Regions from separate parts of the Zea mays genome. Here all the other regions are linked to region 2. Evidence: chromatin contacts called from public Hi-C data. All regions are on one chromosome and are shown on one strand. Each heading gives the region's core, a stretch centred on a gene start, on an enhancer-like site or on the middle of the called end of the contact. The rest is flanking DNA. Distances are from core to core; before and after follow the strand shown.

What was found. Hi-C and Micro-C count contacts between places; a contact is called where the count stands out from the background.
Region 1: a contact with region 2 is called in a Hi-C map of tassel, with 2.5 times the contacts expected there. The contact joins the enhancer-like site here to the promoter of LOC103640151 in region 2. A contact is called at or near these places in 2 of 25 Hi-C or Micro-C datasets (ear and tassel).
Region 3: a Hi-C map of leaf shows a contact between it and region 2, with 5 times the contacts expected there. The contact joins the promoter of LOC100282214 here to the promoter of LOC103640151 in region 2. A contact is called at or near these places in 2 of 25 Hi-C or Micro-C datasets (both in leaf).

What each region holds. Positions count from the first base shown.
Region 1 is chr9:107,746,260-107,749,527 of Zm-B73-REFERENCE-NAM-5.0, reverse strand. LOC103638812 (a long non-coding RNA gene) reads left to right here. Exons shown (of 2, transcript XR_559042.3): 2 at 1,708-2,137. Among protein-coding and RNA genes, the nearest start is that of LOC103638812, 5.1 kb to the left of the region's middle. Within about 2 kb of position 1,912, at least 11 of the 20 cell types and tissues checked have an H3K27ac peak or open chromatin away from gene starts, as enhancers often do. A contact at or near this core is called in ear and tassel, where this site is marked.
Region 2 is chr9:108,137,603-108,141,032 of Zm-B73-REFERENCE-NAM-5.0, reverse strand. It overlaps LOC103640151 (subtilisin-like protease SBT5.3), which reads left to right and starts at 1,505. Exons shown (of 10, transcript XM_020544048.2): 1 at 1,505-1,967; 2 at 2,065-2,162; 3 at 2,298-2,462; 4 at 2,545-2,653; 5 at 2,765-3,299; 6 at 3,386-3,430. The coding sequence starts at 1,741.
Region 3 is chr9:107,817,906-107,821,391 of Zm-B73-REFERENCE-NAM-5.0, reverse strand. LOC100282214 (chlorophyll a-b binding protein 8) reads left to right here and starts at 1,880. Exons shown (of 3, transcript NM_001155126.2): 1 at 1,880-2,088; 2 at 2,215-2,276; 3 at 2,387-3,194. The coding sequence starts at 1,963. The coding sequence ends at 3,002. It also overlaps the pseudogene LOC103640149.

The DNA of each region.
Region 1 (3,268 bases), core at 663-3,162, 390 kb after region 2:
GCCAAAGAAGATTTGAAGTGTAGGAATGATAGTTGCCTCTACGATTAGCATCGAAAAGATTAACTAATCGATAAAAGTGGCCTGGGATAAAGGAATCTTGGTAAGTTGTCAATTAAAAACTGATGGCTTGGTTGATCGCATTGGTCTTTTTGACTTTAGTTCCGTTCTTATCACATCAAAATTCAATAGATTACGTGACTAGTTGTAGGGAAAGATCAAGCGAAGCATTAAAGCCTGATCTGGAAGTTCAGTGTATGCGCGGCCTGCACTTTGCCTGTGGATGGACATGCCTTTTAAGCTTCATGATGCTTCTGTTAGCTGCCCTTTTGGAGCATGCCTGTTCTGTATTATTTTTTTTATGATGCTGTGAATATATATGTTATCTATAGCTAGGATAAATCTATAGATTGGGGACTGATTTGACTTGCTCCGTTCCATTTCATTCATATTTTTATTTCTGCGTGTGCTGCTTTCTAAATGATGGATGCCCTCTATCTAGATTTGTAGCATTGGGTTGAGTATTTATAGGGGGGACCAAGATTAAATTTTGTTCTAATTATATATTTCTCATTGGTGCTAAACCAAACTTATAGTGCAATAGCCTCCTACGTATATATCTTTGGCTTTGGCTTTGGCTTTGGATGTATGAAATAATCCCTCCCTACATTACATTCATTTTTTTTGTCAACTTTTGACGTTTCTATGAAATCCCTTTGTGGCACTGTATCATAACATATCTGTCCAATGACTCCATGTTACATTCATCTACTCGCTTCGTCCAAAAAGTATATTTACACAAATTATTTTTTCGTAAATTTGACTGGTGAAGTTTATATAAGATACTTTTAATATTTGTCTCTAAATAAGCTTACTATAAGAAAATATTCTATATTGATCTAATATACTTATTTAATATCAGACATGTATAGTATAAATATTAGTACAAAGTGAAACGTTCGGTGTGCTAACAGCTCCCACAGTGAGATCTAAGAAAGGAATAATTGAGACGAGCTTAATCTCTACGCAGAGAGACTTAATTAAACATAGGTAGTGTAGTGTAAAGGCTTCTCGCCACCATATGAGCCCTGTCCTTCAACTGTTATTATGTAGTGATTAAACTTAAAATTTTGACTCCTAAAAAAACTTAAATTGTAAGCTTTATTGAACCGGATAGAGTAGTTATCTCTTAGGCAAGCTACTCGTAACATTTTCTCCTCCTAAAGGCTAGTTTAGGAACTCGATTTTTTAAGGGATTTCTATTTTTCTAAGAAAAAATGAACTAATTTTTTTGAGAAAATATAAACACCTTGGAAAAATGGGTTCCTGGACGAGCCCTAAAGAGTAGTCCTGAAGAGGAGAATTCTTTTTTTTTGCATAAATAAGTAGAAACGACCGCTTCTTTTTTAAAGAATCAAAGAACAATTGTTAATACTTGTTTTCAGGCAGAGGACAAATCTGAATGCTGGAATCACTCGTTCCTGCTAGTTCCTGTCATGTCCCACGTACGGCTGGCCGTTGGACCCACTAGCTAGTAATCACGCCTTTTAAAGAAAAAAATTTCGAGAAAGGAATCTAGATGTCAGTTTTGTACGAAAACTTTGTTTTAAGGAATATATAATATTTTACGTCTTGTGTGATGATTTTAAACAATGTATGGCCACTTGGGAATATTCAAGTCTTAAACTAACCATTGTCTTTGTTTTCCAGAAAATAGGCAGACAAGTTCAGGAGAAACTTACTCGTGGAGGAATATGTTTATGTTGAGAGAAACCAGATCTTGGGTTGCTTAAGCTTTGTCTTCAAATCCCAAAAGCTGGTTGACTTTATATTCTTAGACAATGCTACTGGACCGTGCAACGTGGCCACAACAGGGATCTTCTGTGAAGTGCTTCCGTGAACACTCCTATGGTGCAAGGTATATTGTTGTGTGTTACTACAAGGTCGAGCTGCTGCTATTGCTGGTTCATCTCTACTCCACAGGGCAAGTTACCTCCGACTCTTTTCACAATTTCTTGTGATTTCTCATTGTCGAGACAATGAGCCAAGTTTCTCTAGAACCTTTTAGTCCTTGTGTTGTGTAAAACTAAAGACCTAGCTTTTTTTACTTATCTTTACTAGTCATGCTCACTGTTTATAAGTCATCAGATTAGTCATGATTACTCGAGCTAATCGGTTCTCCTACCCATCCAAGACTACTGACCCTACCACCTCGACCAAAAACCTGGTCATTTATTTGATTGGTCATCGAGTAAATGAGATTAATCGTTTGATTAGGTGGTGGAGCGACCACTCTAGGATTCTCAAGTGGGCTTAGGAGAGAAAAATTGGGCTGGGTTTCTGGCTTCTCAGTCTAATAGGGTTATACACAACACACAAAATAGGATCAAGGGAGAGGCACAAGCACACCATTACACCAAGCCTTATGCTCCCTCATTGCCTCTCTAGTTTTGAGCTCATCCTCCATCGGTGAGTGTACTTCACTACTTCTTACCTTCACAGTCCTCGATCTTCTTTCTTTGCCTTTGATTGTCATGCTTGATGTTGCCGGAAGCCTAGATCTACTACATGTTGTATGCTCTTATCTTATTGATGTTTCTTAGTTGTTGTCTTTATGTTTGCGTGATGCTATTGTTCTACCCTCTGCCCCTTGGTGCTTGTTGTTGGCTTGCTACTCCTATGTACACATGTACCCCTTTTTTCTTGTTGTTGCTGCTATGCTCTCTTGCATGTTATTCATGTGTATAACTGAATACCTCTTCATGTGTAGAAGTGGATATAGAATAATAGCATGCAAGGGTGGAAATGATAATTTCTAATCCTAGAGAACTTTGTTGCCACAACTGGTAATTCCTATGTAGCCTCAACTGCTCTAGGTCATTCTTCCTTAGTTGAGAAAGCTATAGCAAAACTACTAGTAGAACTTCACGACCAATCTATTGATCCTACGAGGAAGGCTCGATCTATAGACCCAATATCAAAGTATGGGTGGTGGCCAGATCCTACAAAGAAAGACTTTGTTTATTCTATACAAAGTTAATACATGGAGGAATAATCAAGTTCAAGTAGAACCTTGTTGGGGATTATGTGTTGAATATATGTATAAAAGGCAATCATGACCTATGAGAATGGTAATAGTCATTTAGCGTAAAAGCCCATTAGAAGAGGTCTACATATATGAAAGGCATAACATGCTAGAGACTCGCTCTAGTCGTCATCGTCGTTTCTCTCCCTAGGGTTGTGGGTGCCCAAGGTACTCCTGCTATTTCTC
Region 2 (3,430 bases), core at 256-2,755:
TTGCATGTGTGACATTTATTCTCCGTAATATTTTTTATGGATCTGACTTAAGTCATTTTCATAAAGCAATGCCAAAGACGAATCCATGTTTCTTACTTGGAAACCCCGAACAAACACCACTAGCACGAGGCGCTCGCGTTGGCGTCGCTCATCGACGACGAGAAGAAACATGGCGACTATCAGTTCGACCTGTGGAAGTAGTTCTATGTGGCCCATGCGCCGCTGTGTATGGCAAGCTCCGGCGCAGCCGCCGCTTGGACGCGGTCAGAGCGGCTGCACCGCGCTGTCCATCGTCAAACATGGGGACCTCATGGTCGTCGCCAATGTCGACGACTCTCGGGTTGTTCTGGGCACCGCAACCAACGACGGCGCCATCACGCCGTCTAGCTCATCATCCACCTGAAGCCCAACCTGCCACGTAAGTCGCTACTGACTGGCCATAAATTCTTGTGCGCTGGGATGACAGTCATTGTTGCTGTTGTGTGAGTGTCCTCGAACAAGATGTATGTAGAGGAGTAGCACATCTGGTGGTGCAACGACTAGGTGTACTACCTCGCTGATGAGCCCATGGTGCACTTCATTTGGCAGCCCAACCAAGAGTCATCGGTACTCACCATGTCGTGCGCGTTCGACGACTACTATATCAAGGATTGTGGCGTCATCTCGGCGCCGGAGGTGAGCAGAGGAGGACCGACAACAATGACCATTCGCCATCGTCGGGGTAGCTTTTGTGCCGGCCTGCCTTTAATTCTCTTTGCAAACACACGCTTGCATTTTTTTTGTTTAAGGAAGCGTGTATGGTGGTGCGTGCCTGATGACTAACTATGTACGATAGAACTTCTACCGGCAGGTGTGGCACATGGTCTCCAATGATGAGACCATGCAAATCATGACATATATCGAAGTCTGCATGATACTTATGGTTGCAATGTAGTAGTGAAACAACTAAATTAAAATAACAAAATTTATGTATGGCTAGAATCACAAATGAATTATGAAATATTTTCTTATAACAATATAAGACACATTTTATATATAAGTTATCATGTTATTATATGTTTCCGTTGTAACGAACGGATACTCATCTAGTTTATTATATAGTAATGTTGAGCCTGTGAGTAGGTTTGGTATGGTATTAGACTAGTAGGTTTCTTAACAGTCTAGGCATGGCCGCGTGTCGCTAATTGCAAGTCACGTGGCGCGTTAATTAGAGAGTGCGATACGCCCTGCGACCCACCCACTTCATCAGCAGAAACAAGCAACCATCAAGCCACTTCGTTTGCTTCTAGGCTTTGTCGCCCTCTCGGAAGATGTTAACATGGGCCGGCCTATCTCGGCCTACTTTTTTGGGCCCAACATAAGCTTTTGGACGAGTGGAGTAATGTGAGACACGAGGAGTTGTCCAACGTGTCGAACAAAACGCATCCGTCGCACGACACGGGACTAGGGATGTTCGCACGCAGCACCCATGCGGTGCGGCCATGCATGCACCGACGGATGGTTGCCATTGGGCGACCGCAACTGATGCACGTCAGATCCGCGCAAAACCGCCATGTCGGGGCGGAGCAAGACGGAGTCCTCTCGCTGCGCGGCCGGCCGGGCGCCACCTCTCCCACCCCTCCTACTCCTTCCTATATAGCACGAGCTCACGAAGACTGACGAGCACACTCCTCTCTTTGGACTTCGCGCCGCCGCGCACCTGATCCCTCTCACTCCCTCGATCACTCTCTCGTTGCGGGAATGGAGAGTAGCACGGCTGTCGCGTCTGCCGCCCTCCTCCTCGCCCTGCTCGGTTCGCTGCTGCAGCAGACCCCAGCGGCGCTCGCCTCCGTCTCCGGGAAGCCGCGGTCTTCGTACGTCGTGTACCTCGGCGGCCACCCGCCGCGCGCCGACGGCGTGTCGCTGGAGGTCGCGTCCCGGCGGGCCACCGACTCGCACTACGACCTCCTCGGCGCCGTCCTAGGGGAGTAAGCGCCGTGCCCCCGCTCTCCTCCCGCGTTAACCTTCCTGATCGAGGTTCCAAATATAACGATGTGTGTGGACTGTGGATGCGATGCGTTGCAGCCGGGAGAAGGCTCGCCAGGCCATCTTCTACTCGTACACCAAACACATCAATGGCTTCGCCGCTAACCTCGATCCCGGCGCGGCCGCCGAGATCGCTAGTGAGCACCCACTCCCCCACCGACTGATCGAACGGACCCTCTCGTGATCTATCTATATATATGTCGCGATCGATATTATATTCTTTTTTTTTTCTGAACCTTGATGCACGTACGTGAACATGCCATGCATATCAGGGTACCCCGGCGTGGTGTCGGTGTTCCCGAACAGGGGCCGCAAGCTACACACGACGAGGTCGTGGCAGTTCATGGGGCTCGAGAGGGACGGCGATGTCCCGCAGTGGTCGGCCTGGGAGAAGGCCAGGTACGGCGAGGACACCATCATCGGCAACCTCGACTCAGGTACATCTCATCTGTCGCATCGCCGTCGCCTGTGGAGTCTTCTCTGTAATTTGACTCGCTCACATTGCGACTGCTCGTGAAGGCGTGTGGCCGGAGTCCGAGAGCTTCGACGACGGCGAAATGGGGCCTATCCCAGACTACTGGAAAGGGATCTGCCAGAACGACCACGACAGGGCGTTCCAATGCAACCGGTCTGGTGTCCAGTTCACCTCACAGATCGCAGTCACATTATTATGAATTAACGTACTAGAACTAGAACGCCGGCCCAGAGTTGATCACGCTGACGGCGATGGATTTGGCAGGAAGCTCATCGGCGCGCGCTACTTCAACAAGGGCTTCGGGGATGAGGTGCGCGTCCCTCTCGACGCCGCGTTCAAGACGCCGCGCGACGAGAACGGGCACGGCACGCACACGCTGTCGACGGCGGGCGGGGCGGCCGTGCGCGGCGCGAGCGCGTTCGGGTACGCCGCAGGCACGGCGCGGGGCGGGTCCCCGCGCGCGCGCGTTGCCGCCTACCGCGTCTGCTTCCGCCCCGTCAACGGCAGCGAGTGCTTCGACAGCGACATCCTCGCGGCGTTCGACACCGCCATCGACGACGGCGTGCACGTCATCTCGGCCTCCGTCGGCGGCGACGCCACTGACTACCTCAACGACGCCGTCGCCGTCGGCTCGCTGCACGCCGTCAAGGCGGGGGTCACCGTCGTCTGCTCCGCCAGCAACGAGGGCCCGGACCTGGGCACCGTCACCAACGTCGCGCCGTGGATCCTCACCGTCGCCGCCAGCTCCGTCGACAGGGAGTTCTCGGCCTTCGCCGTGTTCAACCACACCAGGGTCGAGGTGCGTGCGCGCTTCTGCACTGCGTACGTGCGGCACACACACCTAAAGCCATGCACCGTAACGTCACATGCCTTGTGCTTTGTCAGGGCGTGAGCCTCTCGGCGAGGTGGCTGCACGGGAAAGGCTTCTAC
Region 3 (3,486 bases), core at 631-3,130, 320 kb after region 2:
TAGGATCACCAGATCTTATTTTTACAGTCACTACCGCGATTGCAGTTATATTTGTTCCAGCAGACTACATAAATCTTACTTGCTCTCTTGAAATAGTAGGTTTCATAGATAGATTAATTGATCTTCTTGGTGCCTGTGAAGATACTTCAACTTTATCCAACTTCTCTTCTGTTCTGGCCAAGATATCTGAGCATGTTGATGGCGCAATTGCTGATGAAATTTGGCAAGAATTCCCATGGATCAAATTGCAGATCTCTTGTTTACAGAAAATGAGCAATGTATGAAAATGTGTTCGCAAGACTTGCATCTCTGATAAAGGTTGGAAAGTTGAAGACTGTTGAGACTATGATTGAATCAGGAATTGACAAGAAACTTCTTGTGCTTCTAGGCAATGGTTCTGAGATCTCACAGCACCACACAATTACCACGCTAAAAACATTCAGTGAACTTGGTGCTCCACTTCAAGGGTACATGGGGGCATGTAGTGTTGCTTCATTTGCCTTGGCATGCTCAGATCAGTTTGGAAAGATTTGTTTTATTTAATAGAAATATATTGCAACCACCAAAACCCCAACAATTATTTGAGGTGATTCTTCATAATATCCTTCAGGGAGACAACAAAAATATCATTGAAACCATTCAATGTTTGTTATCTCTTACTGAAAGGGCAAATGATACAAGGGTGCAAGACCTCCTTTTGGGAAGCCTTATATTTGCACTTTATGTAAAAAATAAGGTGAAATTATGTATAAGTGGGTATTTAAACCTTGGTTGTTAGCTCCACATTCACACCCACCTAATCAATAGAAAACACATATTTTTATGCTTTAATAAAACAAAATTTATCCTATGTCATATATAAAAACTGTAGCAATGCACGAGCATATGACTAGTAGAGTTTGAAATAAGAGATGAAGATGAGTAAGCTGCTAGGGATAGTCTAACAAAATGACTATAATATCATGGTTTTATTATCAAGGAGATTATATAGTCAACGCTGAATATGTTAGAGCAATGCATAGACTTTTTTTTTATTATATATTCGATAACTCACCGGTAGGGATGAAAACAGTCGAAAACAGATACTTATTTGGATATCAGGTTTTTGATCGAATAAATAAGATGTAGAATCTGCTATACATATTTATATTCTTGTTTTTAGCATCGAGCTTGTAAAGGTTCATAAAAGGTAAACCTTAAATGTACGCATCAAATAATTTCTCAAATGATAATCAGGATACAAATTCAGATATTTATTCATTTTTTTATTGTAGAGAGCAAATAATGCATAAAACATTCTATGCAGAATTTTATTCTTATTTGTAATAATATGTTTGATAACATAATAAGAGCAACATCAAATTTCTTGCATATCTATTTTAAAATATTAAATTTGTTCAAACAATTCAGATATCTATTTTTCATCCCTACTCACCGACACGCAATATGATAAATCATCTTCAAAACTATCCCAGTGTTATTTAGATGGTTTTTAGTAGGCTTTTCCCTGTAGGTTTCGTTTGAGCCTAAAGCGACCTCATCCAAATGGGCCAAATTATCCAACATCCATCACCAGCCTACCATACGATACGCGTGGGCGTGGCGTTCCTTGGGAGGAAAAATCTTGGCCAAGCGTCGAGCCTTGCGTGCATTCCTGCGGCCAGCTGCTGCCAAGGCCTGCGAGCCACATGCCTCGGCGAATGGCGCCCCTTATCCCATCGTACCCGCCAGATGGCGCGGCGCCAGTGGCCCCGCGGATGCGGCCTCATCTCCCCGGCGCGGTTTAGATTTCCCTGGGCCCCGCACCCCTCTCGTGGCACAGTCACATACTTTCCGCGCCTCTTCTTCTGCGCCCCTCTCCTCCCAAACTGCGGATAGAGCAGCGAGCCATCGACACGATCGCGAGCGCAAGCACGTACGTTGTCGGAAGCTCAAGTTAGAAGAAGCACCAGTGCCTGATCGATGGCGGCCCAGGCTCTCCTCTCCGGCCGGCAGCTGCTGGGCCGCCCCGTGCAGTCGGCCGTCTCTAGGTCGTCGGCGAGGAAGGCGCCCTTCGTCGTCAGGGCCAGCTCCAGCCCTCCAGCCAAGGTCTGTGCGCCGTACCCTACTATAGCTAGTAATCCGTCCGTCGTCAATCTCAACGATGGCAAGCTCGTTCGTTCTTGAGAGGACTACGTACTGCTGAGTGCTGACTCGATTGTTTTCGTTTCGCAGCAAGGTGCCGACAGGCAGCTGTGGTTCGCGTCCAAGCAGTCCCTCTCCTACCTCGATGGCACGTACGTACCTGCGCTCGTTGCCCGCCCCGCGCGCAGCAAACCTTCTGCTAGCGACGATAGAAACCCTATGCTCACCTGCCTCATTGTTGCTGCTGCATGCATGCATGCAGGCTGCCCGGCGACTATGGCTTCGACCCGCTGGGCCTCTCGGACCCGGAGGGCACCGGGGGCTTCATCGAGCCCAAGTGGCTGGCCTATGGCGAGGTGATCAACGGCCGCTACGCCATGCTGGGCGCGGTGGGCGCCATCGCCCCGGAGATCTTCGGCAAGATGGGCATCATCCCCCCGGAGACCGCGCTGCCGTGGTTCAAGACGGGCGTCATCCCGCCCGCGGGCACCTACAACTACTGGGCCGACTCCTACACGCTCTTCGTCTTCAACATGGCGCTCATGGGCTTCGCCGAGCACCGCCGCCTCCAGGACTGGTACAACCCGGGCTCCATGGGCAAGCAGTACTTCCTCGGCCTCGAGAAGTTCCTCGCCGGCTCCGGCGACCCGTCCTACCCCGGCGGGCCCCTCTTCAACCCGCTCGGCTTCGGCAAGACCGAGAAGGAGATGAATGAGCTCAAGCTCAAGGAGATCAAGAACGGCAGGCTCGCCATGCTCGCCATCCTCGGTTACTTCATCCAGGGGCTCGTCACCGGCGTCGGCCCGTTCCAGAACCTGCTCGACCACCTCGCCGACCCCGTCAACAACAACGTGCTCACCAGCCTCAAGTTCCACTAGAACGTGGTGCATCAGCATACCTGCTGCTGCCGCCGCCGCCGCCAGTTGTTTGCTGTGGAAAGCTAGATGCATGCGTGTTGTAAAGGAACCTGAAGCGTTGCATCGGTCATGATTCATGCATGGCCAGCCTGCTGCCTGTAACAACAAACTAGTATTGATCTTATTGAGACCGGAAACTGTATTGCACATGGTAAATCAATGTACAATTCCTCCCTAGATGCGGACAAATTTCTCCTAAGGCCATGACCATGGTGGATGCACGTGGGACGTATTTGTAGCAGAAGAGAGTATGCACTCTGTGTGTATATCCAACGGTGATGCGCATGGGAGCATGTGTGCTTAGAGACAAAAACAACATTGGCTTTCATTCTGTTCTATCACCAATATTTGCGGACAGTGAGAGAGAGCAAGGTCCCTTGTAAAAAAATGAGTATATTTGGTGTAGCTAAAGTCCCATGTTTTGGGGGTTTGAGGATCTACGAAC